Linked DNA regions of Zea mays: regions 1, 2 and 4 are each linked to region 3. Evidence: chromatin contacts called from public Hi-C data. All regions are on one chromosome and are shown on one strand. The core of a region is the stretch at or near the end of the contact, and the rest is flanking DNA. Distances in the headings are between cores, read along the strand shown.

Region 1 (2,863 bases), core at 311-2,810, 210 kb before region 3:
CTGTCAATGGTGACAATGCCGGATTCCCTAGAGGCCTCAGACACAAACCCAGTAGGCTTCACTCCAACACATGGTGAGAATGCCTTCAAGTACTCTTTAAAGTTTAGAGTCTCCATGATTGGTGAGCCAGGTGAGGGAATGGTTGGAATCCACAGCGGTTCATTCATCCGCGCCATCTTGACAAGCTCATTCATCGCACTCACTGCAAGCTGGGCGAACTTGGACTTGTCAATGCTAACCATCGGCAAGGATGCAGTCACCATGGGCGTGGTCACTGTTCCCGTTGAGCTGGATGTGCTGCCGGCCAACTCGGAGATCGTCGAGACAGGCATTTTGCTCGATGGCACGCTGGAACCAACACCAACAGCAACTGCAAGTTCCAGTGACGAGCCTGTCATAGGATGCGGCTCCTTCGCGAGCAGCAGTTCCATGTGAGACATGGGCTTGCCAATGAACTTGGAAGTGACGGTGCAGACTCGAGCGAGCTCGTCCCTGAGCCTCGCATTCTCGAGGCGCAGCTGGTGCTCTTCGGGCGACAGCTCCCCGAGCACCGCTGGACCGCCACAGCAGCTGCACACCAGGTCCCTTATGGCCTCCCGGATGGACAGGTTCTCGACGCGCAGTTTGTCGTTCTCGTGTTTCAGCCTCGCGTTCTCCTGCCGCTCCAGTTGGTTCTTGCCAAGTTCAGGACCATGCAAAAGCGAAAGCCATGTCAAGCACTGCACCAAACGGCACGAACCAATGGCGCACCTCAAAGAGCTGGGTTTGCCCGGTCGCTCACCTTCAAATGCGTGCGCCGGTTCTGGAACCAGAACTTGACCTGCCGCGGGTCCAGGCCCAGCTGCCTGCTCAGCTGCGCGCGCTGCTTCTCGTCCGGGTGGTGGAATTCCTTGAACATCCTGCGGCACAACGATCGACGCGTGAGCGCGGGCCTTCACGCAAGTTCAAGAAAACACGACGAATCGAACCACGCGGGGGCGCTCACGCTTCGAGCTGTTCGATCTGCCGCGGCGTGTGGCGGTTGTACGGCTTCTTGCGCTTGGGCTTGCGCTGGTTCGCGGCCTCGCCGTCCTCGCCATCGCCGCCGCCAGACAGGACGACGTCGAGGTGTCCGCTCATCATCGACTGTCCCTCGTTCTCCGCCTCCGACGCGTCCTTCGCGTTCCCGCCGCCGCCGCGGCGGCGCCTGGCGTCCACCTGTAATCAACCACAGAACACGAACGCATTCCCGAATCACTCAACCACACGAAATTCGTCCCGCATCGCCCAACCACAGAAAATGCCGTGCGTGCGCGTGTGTAGTTCGTACCACGGTGAGCGAGAGGACCGGCGATGACGCGAAGGCGCCGTACGGGTACTGCAAGCCGGCCGCGGACCCGCCGCCGTCGAGATCGCCGAAGCTCATTCCCTGCTTCGGGTCGGAACTAGGGAGAACAAGCGGGAGACAGGCAAGAACCAGCAGCAGGACTGCAGGAGCGCCTAGGTTGCTGACAGTGGCAGGCTTTCCCTTTTCTACTCCCAAAAAGCTTCCGCCCACACAAGCGGCATTTGCCATCTCCAACCATTCCCTCACGTTTCCCCCACAAGGCTCCTCTTTTGAAATAAAAGAAAATTTTCCTATGTTTTTAAAATTCTTATACCATTACTGTAAAATTCTTGTGTTCCAAAGAAGCCCTTACTTTCTACTATCTCTGACACAAATTAAAATTCGTTTTACCTTTTTACTAGATTCATATAATACTTAATATATGTATCGTGTGTATATATATATATACATTTATAATCATTCATATGAACATGGAAATAAAAATCTAAAGTTAAAACGACTACTATTTTAGGCGCAGAGAGTATTATATTTTATGACACCAGGACTTCTTCAACTATTCACTCTATCGAGCTCCACTATATACTATAATTCAGCTATTTAACATTTTTTTCATCAGTTTTGGAAGTTTAAAAAATCATAGTCTATTTGTACTACCATAATTCACATTGTTATTAGGTTACGATACTTAGAATGGTTAATATTGTAAAGAAATAAAGTAATTAAAGAATGAGAGTAGATTAGAACTCACACCATATATGGAGAGAGTTTCTTCTCTCCCCCCATATGGAGGGAGTAGAGACGACAATGATACCTACTACCCAATAACTACCTACTTAGATTATAGAGTGCTACCTCCGTTTACTATTAAATTTTTGTTCGAAAACTTCGACCACTCGTCTTATTAAATATATTTATTTAAAAATGTAAAATTTTAAATCAAGTATAAAATACCTTAAACAAATCAAAAAAATAGACGATGACTCATCATTATTATTTTTGAATAAGACGAGTGGTCAAAGTTTTTTAAAAAAATCAACGATGTCATATATTTATGAACGAAGAGGGTATAAAATATTAGCATTTATGATACTCAATAACTACTGTTAGATTAATCATTGAATATATTCTATAGTAAATCTAATATAAATGTTGATAGTGCTCTGTATAAACTTTAGCTAGATTTATAAAAAAATGATTTGGTTTAGATCTACAATCACATTCTTTTTATACCGAGTAAGTACCTCTTTTTTTCTAATAAATAACTAAGCAGCACCGTGTATAAATTTGCCAAAGAGACGAGATGAGGATCTGCAGCTTAGACACACAAGGTGTAGAATAGAAGGGGAAGGGAAGTCAACGTCAGATAAAAGAGCCAAGACCCAAAAGCGGTGCAGTGTGCAATCCAGTCCAGGAGAAGAATGCGGAATGCGGGGGCGGGCGGTGTGTCGCGTAGTACTCGCGCGCGCGTGGACGCACAGACGGGTGAAAGAATGATGTGTTCGCCTGCGTTTGGCATGGTCCGGCAGGCACGGGCTA
Region 2 (2,993 bases), core at 3-2,502, 130 kb before region 3:
AGTCTTCTATAGCTTTTGAATAAAATCCGCTCAATATTTCATCATGATAACGAATACATTTATTTCTTTCACTAAACCATATATTCTTTTTTTAAAAAATATATACAACAAAAAAATATGGTAGTTACCCAGTGGATCAAGGGCATGTCTGGGAGGGTTTCACTTCAAAAAAAAATTGAGTTCGTTACAGCTTCTTCTATCCAAACAGGTCTAATTCTAAGAGCTCTAGCTTTGGAAAAAAAATTAAAACTAGGGATGAGCCTCATGAAATTCATGAAGCCTCTCTGGTGGTGCTTCACAGACATTGTTTTCATGTCTACTCGTAAAGTTGCACAAAAAAAACTCACTATATCACCGGTTACACAATATAACGCTCGGTTCTCTCGTGACACCCCACTAATCATCAAGGGTAATTAATAAGTAAACTCACACAAATCAATTGTATTATAGAAGCTGGTGTTCATGCGTAAGCCAAACACTTCTCGAACTCACCTCAACAATTTGTTGAAACTTACAGTGAAGCTGAAAACTCGAAGTTGAAATTATTGAAATAAAGTCCTCCCAAAGAAACCCTAAAACAAGCATAAGATTTGTGTTTCACTCATTAAAAAAGAAAAAAAAACGCTTCAAATAGTCCTAAAACAAGCAGAATATTATTTGGCAGATAATGCGCTTCCAATTTAATTATGGTGAAGCTGGAAAATCGAAGTTGAAATTCTTAAAGTAAAGTCCTTCCAAAGAAGCCCTAAAACAAGCAGAATATTTGTGTTTGACTCATTAAAAAAGAAAAAAAAACACTTCAAGTAGCCCTAAAATAACAAAGCAGAATATTATTTGGCGGATAATGCGCTTCCAATTTAATTATTCTAAGAACCTTTGAACAGAGAAATGAAAACAAAACCGCAGAGCAGTTGATCTACCATGAGGTTTAGCCGTCTACCATTAGACTACTTGGGAGTTTGGAAGCACACCATGCAAGGGACAAGAAGTGTAGTTACATACCAGTCCAAGGACACCTTCCTTTCTCTGTGGCTGTCGAGAAGCTGGCTAGGATTACAGGGTAGAACAGCAAAGTCTTGCCCGGCATGTCTCCGGACAATGGATTGGTCTGCCATCACTCTCTGTGCCCCGGGGGATGCCATTGTTTATGCACAGGGAATGGGCAGGGCAACTGCACCGTGTTTCATTCCATTTCCATCGGAGGGAGCACCATATTCCATCCAGCCTCTGCTTCTCGCAGCCACACCGTACTGACTGTCTACTGATGCGGTTTGAAGTGAATTAATGCGCAAAGTTCTTGTCTGCAAAATACTCCATCCATACGCTGCGCACTTGCTTCGGAGCTCTCAATGGTCAATTAGTCATCAGTCAAACAAACATATGTGAGCTTTAAGCACAAGGAACAGAAAAGCCACAGTTTTTGTGATTCGTGGCCTACGTGCATGCCACAAAACGAACCGAGCTGTATATTCACCGGCACACGCCAATCCTCCCCCCCCCCTCGTCTCCGGCGGCCGTGCGCACTTGATGTACAGACTACAGTACAGTCAATAGCTGCACTTTTTGTTTTTCGCGATCTATCTTTGGATTCTTTTCTTCTCATCTCAGATCAATCCAGTTTCTGAATCTTCTTGTCATTTATAGTTAAATAGCCTGAATCCAGCACTGAAACAAAAAAAAGGAATTATCAGATAAAATCTAGCTTTTCTGAATCTTCTTGGAAACACGGTCCCGAGAAGGGACGCTGCACTTGGCGCGTATATACATCCGTCAGAGGATGTGTCAAATAGATTCGACGCACAACTGCCTGGTTGTGCTCTTCCGTTGCCATTTTTCCATCCAGGTGTCCAGTCTATCTACCGTGAATCCGTTTCCAGCACGAAGGGCTCTGCATGTATCAAGAGGATGGATGGCTCGCGAAGAAAAAAAAAGACGCAGGGAACAGCTGGAACGCGCCATTTCGTGATAGCGCTGTCTCAACTTTTTGCAGCGTAGAGTGGAGGAATGTGGTGTTTGGTTCTCTGACTAGAGTTTAGTCCGTGTCTTATTAAATGTTTAAATATCAATTGAAAGTATTAACTATAGTTTGATTCTAAAAGCTAAAGAAACGAAGAGACAAATTTATTAGCATCACATAATTTCGGGCACTTTTTCCTCCCGTGTAGTAGGCTGCTGCGGTGCTTGTTGGCAAAAGCGTCACAAAACGCTCGTATTTGCGCTGCCTTTGTCCGGGCCCTGTTGCCTGTTGGAGCGCACGCGCCATGCAGTTTCCAAGCACGAGGAAAAGCAGCAAAATAATGCAGCTCGCAATACGCGTACGGGCTCCTGGCCGCATGCCTTCCGGTACAGATCATTTGGCTTGGCTCCGTATGGGACAGCCGGGTCGCACGCGTACCGCACAAGTGGCTCCAAGGACCCAAAGGTAACATGACCAACAGCGAAACAGGGCTTGGCCTTCGCCTCTGGTATTAAAATATAGCCTGAAGAATAGGATCCAAGTCGGAAGCGTATGCACTTGCTCAGTTGCTCCTGCTAGTTTGCTATATAGAGTGTAGACTTGGGGTGTTTGTTTTGGTTATAATCTGTTAAAACTATACATATATTTTTCGATCTATTTAGTTTAAAATGTATTGGATAGATTATAATACCAAACAATGATTAGAGAATGACCCTAGCTAGAATGACCCTGCGTTGAAACGCTACGGTAGATAAGAAATAAAGGCAGTCAATAGAATAACCGATGCAATGGTTTTGGTGTCAGTTTTTGCCTTTCCCTTTCAAAAAAATGGCTAATAAAGACAACAAGGGTTAGATTAGAATAAACTATAATATGTCTCTAGCAGATAGTGTAAATGGTCGTCACACAAAACACTATTCTGCACTGTAGACTGTAGATTGTATTGTTTATATATTGAAATTTGAAATAGAGGGTGTGATAGAGGATAGGAGGAGTAAGCTGCCGGCAACAACCATACAAGGTAGCTAGAAAAGAG
Region 3 (2,981 bases), core at 285-2,784:
TGCACCTGGGCTGAATACGCAAGACCCGCTCAAGTGATTGCTGCAGCAGTTTCTCAACAAAACAGTGATTGGTTTTGTTGCAGCAAGGCAGCAACCGCTCTTGCAATTCTTTTTTGCTGTCTCGCAATAAGGAAATTGTTAAAGCGAAGTTGCGTGGTAAAAGCGTGTCTGGGTCTATTTTCGAATATTTGTGGTCCGCTAGTTCAATTTTAACTAAAACACGACAAATAGAAAAGAACGGAGAGAGTACAAAATAACAAGACAACCATTCTCATCCTCCGTTCCAAAGTACATCATTCTCATCCTCTGTTCCAAATAACATGTCTCTTTGGTGACCGTATCATATCAACTGTCTAAGATAGTTGCTATAATGCCTATTAATTTCGATACAATCATCACTTGTAAAGAGATATCTTTTGAGAGAGAGAGAGATTTTGAAGATGTGTCTATTTAAATAGCCACATGTTTCGCAACACTCTCTCCTAATCAGGTGGCGGATATAGGCCTAGGGCCAACCAGTTCGTGGTCTGAGGCATGATCTTTATATCTCTACTTATGTTTGTTGTCTTTTAATCAAAATACATTGATCACATCGGATATTTTTTTATGACTTTTCATTCCTCGAATTTTGTTACCGCTTATATATTCTGTTTAAGAGGATTAGGCCCCGTTCGTTTTATTCCGAGATTATATAATCTGGCTTGTAGATTATATAATTATATAGTGACATATTTATGGCTTATCGTAGTCTAGGTATCTATATTATATAGTCCAACTAATAATATGTGTTGTTTGTTTGTCTCTTAACTTATTTAATATGAATTATATAATCTCGAGTCAAAACAAATAGGGTCTTAGACAGGTGGTGAGGAAAATCATTCCATTAGTTTAAAGCCGAAAATAGAATTAGCCATGACTATGCAACTGACCAGCACCTCCAAGGCTACAACCAAAGTCAAATTGAGTGGTCGTGCGGTGGGAGTGTAAAATAAAGCCATCACGGGGAAGTGGATAGAGCTGCCACAGACAGGCCCACAGGGGACTGGGTCCCTCGGTGCTGACATGGATCCACGTCCACTGGCCTAAGCTGCGTGGTCACGCATGATTAGACCAGCATATGGGGCCTGAGGTATTGTCTTGGCGATGCCAAACGTGGAGTGTGGGAGAGGGGAAGGAAGAGAGATGCCTTTCTCTAATTCTCTACCTAAACAAACACTCGCTCTAATTCTCTGCCTAATCAAACACTCGGCCGATGAGTGAAGTATGTTTTTGGACGATAACCTCTGAACCCTTATCGCTAGCTGGTCGTCACCGTCCAATCTGCAACAGTCGAATCTGCAACGATCGAAGGATAGTGCGCATGACGTAACTCGTGAACAGGCAAGATACAATGAAGGGGATTTTTTTAGTCAAGCCAAAAAATCACCCTAAGGTAGAATTGAACTCAGGATCTAAAGATGTTACTCGAAAGCCTTAACTATTACGCTACGTACCATTTCGCGCCTAAGCAAACTCTCGCCCTTGCATTCCTTTACAAGCATAAGCTAGAATTAGCTGCCCCAAAAATGCTTATATTCACATGCATGGCAAGACATACTAATAAACATGGCCATGTGCCAAATTAAACAAGAACTCAATTGCACACGAAAAAAAATGGGCCGAGACTTATCCGAAAGGTAAGAGAACTCAATTCGAAGAGAAGTTGGCACCAAGCATTCGTATGGCAGCCGGTCGACGGACGCATGCGGCCGGCCGCACGCACGCGTCACGCGTGTACGCTGCTCCAGCCTTATCACCTATCAGTTCCCCATGGCAAACGATGCCGATTAGCGACCCCGTGCCGTCGTGATCCATCCAGCGGAGAAGAAGAACAAGCCACTTGCGGCGGACCTGCCTGCATTCTCCCCTTCCAGAGCGCCACCTGCCCGGCCCTTGCTGGCCACCCTGAACGAGCACAAGCGTCTCGCTGTCCGGAACCGATCGTTCCAGGCCTCGGCGCTAGCTAGCTGGTGGCGTTGGCATCAGAACCCCTGGCGGGCCTCGTCGCTAGTCTGCAGCCCTGCAGATGATTGATGCGAAACGCGCGCGACATCTCCTCTCTGTGTGTCGACAACGACGCGGCCAGTGAAGTTTTAGAATCTACCCCGTGCAATCAGAGGCGTCTCGCTTTCGTGCTAGCTCTTCTTTTCCGTGACGAGATCTTGATTGGTTTGGTTTGGGCCCTTCTGGTTGCAAAAGGGCAGCTAGATTTGCTGTGGAAGGAAAGTGCAGCCGATGAGTTGTTGATCCTGGCAGACATGCCGACCGGCGTGGACACCTGCTTCTGATACGCTGTTGCTTTCGGTCTGGCCCTGCCTGCCAGGAATTTTCACTGCTATCGAATCGAATTACAGTGTTGTGGCATGCCCATCTGTGGTTGTAAGGATTATCCATGATATTTTTAAGGATTATCCATGGTACTTGGCTACTTGCCACCGCACTACGGGCACTACTGTACATACGAAGCACTTCATGTAGCCGAGATACAGATACCAGAGCCACAATGACAGCAAATCCAGGCGACGCCGAACTGATTGTCCCCCAACTCCCTCCATCGCCACGCACCTCGCTGCTACTGATGATCTTTAGCCAAAACAGCGGACGACATGGCCATGATCTCCCACAGCGACAATATCCACTTGAGCCAGTTTCCTTGTCCAGAGAGGCAGAACCCATCTGATCTACCTAAAAAGCGCGCTATTTTTATACGGCCACCACCAGGTCAGAGTCAGCAAGGCATCCGGCGCATACAGCATACTTCTCTCCTCCGTCGCAACTCGCAACTCCCGTCCCACAAAGACCCTTTTTTTCCAAGTCTCACCTCCACACCTCCGCCTCTCTTTCTCTTGAGTCGCCTTCCTCTTGTTCTCCACCCACACGCGTGGCAACGGGAGAGCAGCCCATGCATGGTCTTGGTCTCTTGCGCTTGCCCCTTGCTCCTT
Region 4 (2,789 bases), core at 2-2,501, 230 kb after region 3:
CGGCATCTGAAGCTCTGAATCCCTGAGAAGAAGTACAAGTCGCGGTTTGTTCAGGTTTAGGTTCCGGCCGGGGATGTGCGTTCTATTCTAACCTACCTACCCGTAACGTATACGCGGTGCAGGGAGCCGCGAGCGCTGAGCGCATCACTGGACTCCAGCTCCACACGTTGCTGTCAGCCAAGCCTCGGCATCGGTACTCACTGTCGACGCTGACCGGAGCGCGGACCTCGCCGAGACGCACGCCGAGAGTGCGGACGGCGGGCACGGCGCCGATCCCTGCCTGTCGTCCACATCATGTCGCATCGCGTCCGGTGTCTCTCTGGCTATCTCCCATAGTCCCATGCCATGCCATGCGAATGCCATGCCGTCTCGGAGGGTTTGGGCCAAGCCAACAGCGATTTGTTTGTTCTCCAGCGCTGCATCTGCATTGACCGAGGCCACGACACGCCAAGCCAACAAGGGGGCGAAAACAACTGGAAGCTGACGCCAGGAAACGCTGCAAAGAATAAGGATTATTAGGTGAACTGAACTGTTGCCGTGGGCGCGAGGCGCATCAGAAACGTGCTTGGCCACACGAGTTGGCTCGATGCCGGTTGGCTCCCAGTCCCACCCATCGCCCGACGGATGCCCGGGATGCCTTGCCAATTCTGGCCACGATTTGGGTAGATTCTTGCACGGCGCTCGTCAAGGGAGAGGAGACGGAGACGGGGCCGCCTGGGCTCGCGTGTAAAGACGGCCACACAAACTGTTCGCAACCGCCACACGTGTGTGTGAGACTACGAGAATACGTACAGAACCTAACCGAATGGTACGCTGAGTGCTTGTGCTGTGTTTAGGTCCCCTACCCCCCCCCCCCCCCCCCCCCCCCCCCCCCACCCCCTTTGCCCCAAACCTAAATACTCCCCCTCCCACGTCGCACGGCCAGCGGACACCGCGGCGTCCACTTAATACTGTTGAACTATACTTCGGTATCAAGCAAAGGAGAAAAATTCAGCACTACACTCATCATGCATAGTAGATCATTTGCAATCGGCCGTTGCCGACTCTTTCAACTGCTGCATTGAACATGTTCTGTTCCTAGTAACCATTGAACAACCTTGTACTTGGAACGGACGTGACTATTCATCCCGTCGTCTCTGCCCCCCGCAGCAATTAGCACACGGTACCGTACTACTCGCTCGGGGCCTAACCGTCCTAGTACACCATTCTATCTCTGCCTGCGCGCGTTAGGCTCGTGTGGGGGCGGGGCTCCCACGTTCAACGAACCGCCACCGAAAGTCCGCCAATCCAAACCGCCACGTCCGTGCCCAGAACCAGAAGCCACACACCGCTCTCTTCTTCTGTCTGCGCTCGATAAATCAATCCCTCGCCGGCGGCTCGCCCCCCGAAGCCAAGCGCAACTTCCAAAGTCCAAAGCAGGCAGGAAGGCGCCCCTGTATGGCCGAGGCGGAGGCGAGCAGCAGGCGGCGCCGCTGCGGCGGCGCGGCGGAGCTGTGCGCGACGGCCGCGCGGCTCGCGGACGCGGCCTCGTGGTGGTGCGCGGTGGCGCTCGTGGCGCTCGTGCTGCTGGGCGCGCTCCGCGCCGAGACCGACGGCGTCGGCGACGGCGACGGCGGCGGCGCCTACCGTGCGCTCCGGGGCCCGCGCCTGGGCGGCCCCGCGGCGCGGCCGTGCGAGGAGGTGTACGTGGTCGGGGAAGGCGAGACGCTGCACAGCATCAGCGACCGGTGCGGGGACCCCTTCATCGTGGAGCGCAACCCGCACATACACGACCCCGACGACGTCTTCCCGGGGCTCGTCATCGCGCTCTGCCCCACCAGGAACACCTAGCCAGCGCCGCTCTCTGCTCTTCACAGCCGACGCTCGTGGGTCGGGGCGCCGCCGCGTGTTCTGTTTCTGCTGCACTGCACTGCACCTGCTGCTGCACTGCATGCACGGGTAGCGTAGCGCGCGCCACGCCACGCCAGAGATGGACATGGACGCAAAAGGGTCCTTGCGTTCTTCGTTTCCTTCGGTCCTTTTTTTTTTGGTTTTACACTTTGCTCCAAAACTGGTCCTTGCGATCTTGACAACCTTCTTGGAGATGGGAAAAAGATAAGCTGTGCATAATACTAACTTGTTAAGAAAGTATACTTTCCGTACTCTCCCTTGCTGTGCAGTTCACGCATTCTCTTTTTGTGTGCCGAGTTTTGCTCGGGCTTTAGGATTTGGATATCGATGCAACGAGGTTTAGTAATCATGCATGCCGTTGGCCAAAAATCTGGGCACACTCGTGCGGTGCCTTTCCCTTCTGAGACCATCAACTATTCCAGCTAATCCATATTAAATGAACAGGACCTTACTAGTGGTTAGTTTCAAACCTGGGGAAATCGTATGTGCACCTTTATGTATCATCAAGGTGACAAGTGCTTTTCGTGTGACCAAGAATGGCTTACTGCTTTGTAGCAATAGAGATGGCCTAAACCTGATGAGTTTTTACCTACTAAGGTAAGGATAGGGCTCAATTTTTGAGCCTTCTCGGTCCGACGGAAGCATGAGAGACTCCGGCCGGAATGATGGACTCAGGCCGGATCGGACCAAACCGACCAAATTTTCAGCACTAAATATGGGTTCGAGAGTGTAGTATCTAAACTCGTAAATGCGTGATTTTGCATGGGCTTATCTATTGCATGGGCCGAACTGCCAAACTGCTCTGCTCACTACTGCTTGTGACTGGTATAATAGGGCTGGTACAAGTCCCATGAAGCATCACATAGATGTCTGTCCAAAACTTGTGCCATCAGAGAAAA

What was found. Hi-C and Micro-C count contacts between places; a contact is called where the count stands out from the background.
Region 1: a Hi-C map of endosperm shows a contact between it and region 3, with 1.7 times the contacts expected there. The contact joins the promoter of LOC542668 here to the promoter of LOC103641953 in region 3. A contact is called at or near these places in 2 of 25 Hi-C or Micro-C datasets (endosperm and tassel).
Region 2: a Hi-C map of leaf shows a contact between it and region 3, with 9 times the contacts expected there. The contact joins the promoter of LOC103641956 here to the promoter of LOC103641953 in region 3. A contact is called at or near these places in 14 of 25 Hi-C or Micro-C datasets (bundle sheath, ear, endosperm and 5 more).
Region 4: a Hi-C map of leaf shows a contact between it and region 3, with 8 times the contacts expected there. The contact joins the promoter of LOC100382217 here to the promoter of LOC103641953 in region 3. A contact is called at or near these places in 8 of 25 Hi-C or Micro-C datasets (bundle sheath, ear, endosperm and 3 more) and 1 of 3 datasets of contacts at active chromatin or transcription factors (leaf).

Annotation. Positions count from the first base shown.
Region 1 is chr10:139,558,553-139,561,415 of Zm-B73-REFERENCE-NAM-5.0, reverse strand. It overlaps LOC542668 (outer cell layer 2), which reads right to left and starts at 1,560. Exons shown (of 9, transcript NM_001349505.1): 1 at 1,310-1,560; 2 at 986-1,197; 3 at 782-899; 4 at 1-674. The coding sequence starts at 1,555.
Region 2 is chr10:139,479,333-139,482,325 of Zm-B73-REFERENCE-NAM-5.0, reverse strand. LOC103641956 (cytochrome P450 87A3) reads right to left here and starts at 1,252. Exons shown (of 9, transcript XM_035963516.1): 1 at 1,003-1,252; 2 at 1-572.
Region 3 is chr10:139,349,269-139,352,249 of Zm-B73-REFERENCE-NAM-5.0, reverse strand. LOC103641953 (F-box protein PP2-A13) reads left to right here and starts at 1,534. Exons shown (of 3, transcript XM_008665252.4): 1 at 1,534-2,981.
Region 4 is chr10:139,120,639-139,123,427 of Zm-B73-REFERENCE-NAM-5.0, reverse strand. LOC100382217 (peptidoglycan-binding LysM domain-containing protein) reads left to right here and starts at 1,251. Exons shown (of 1, transcript NM_001174974.2): 1 at 1,251-2,124. The coding sequence starts at 1,438. The coding sequence ends at 1,830.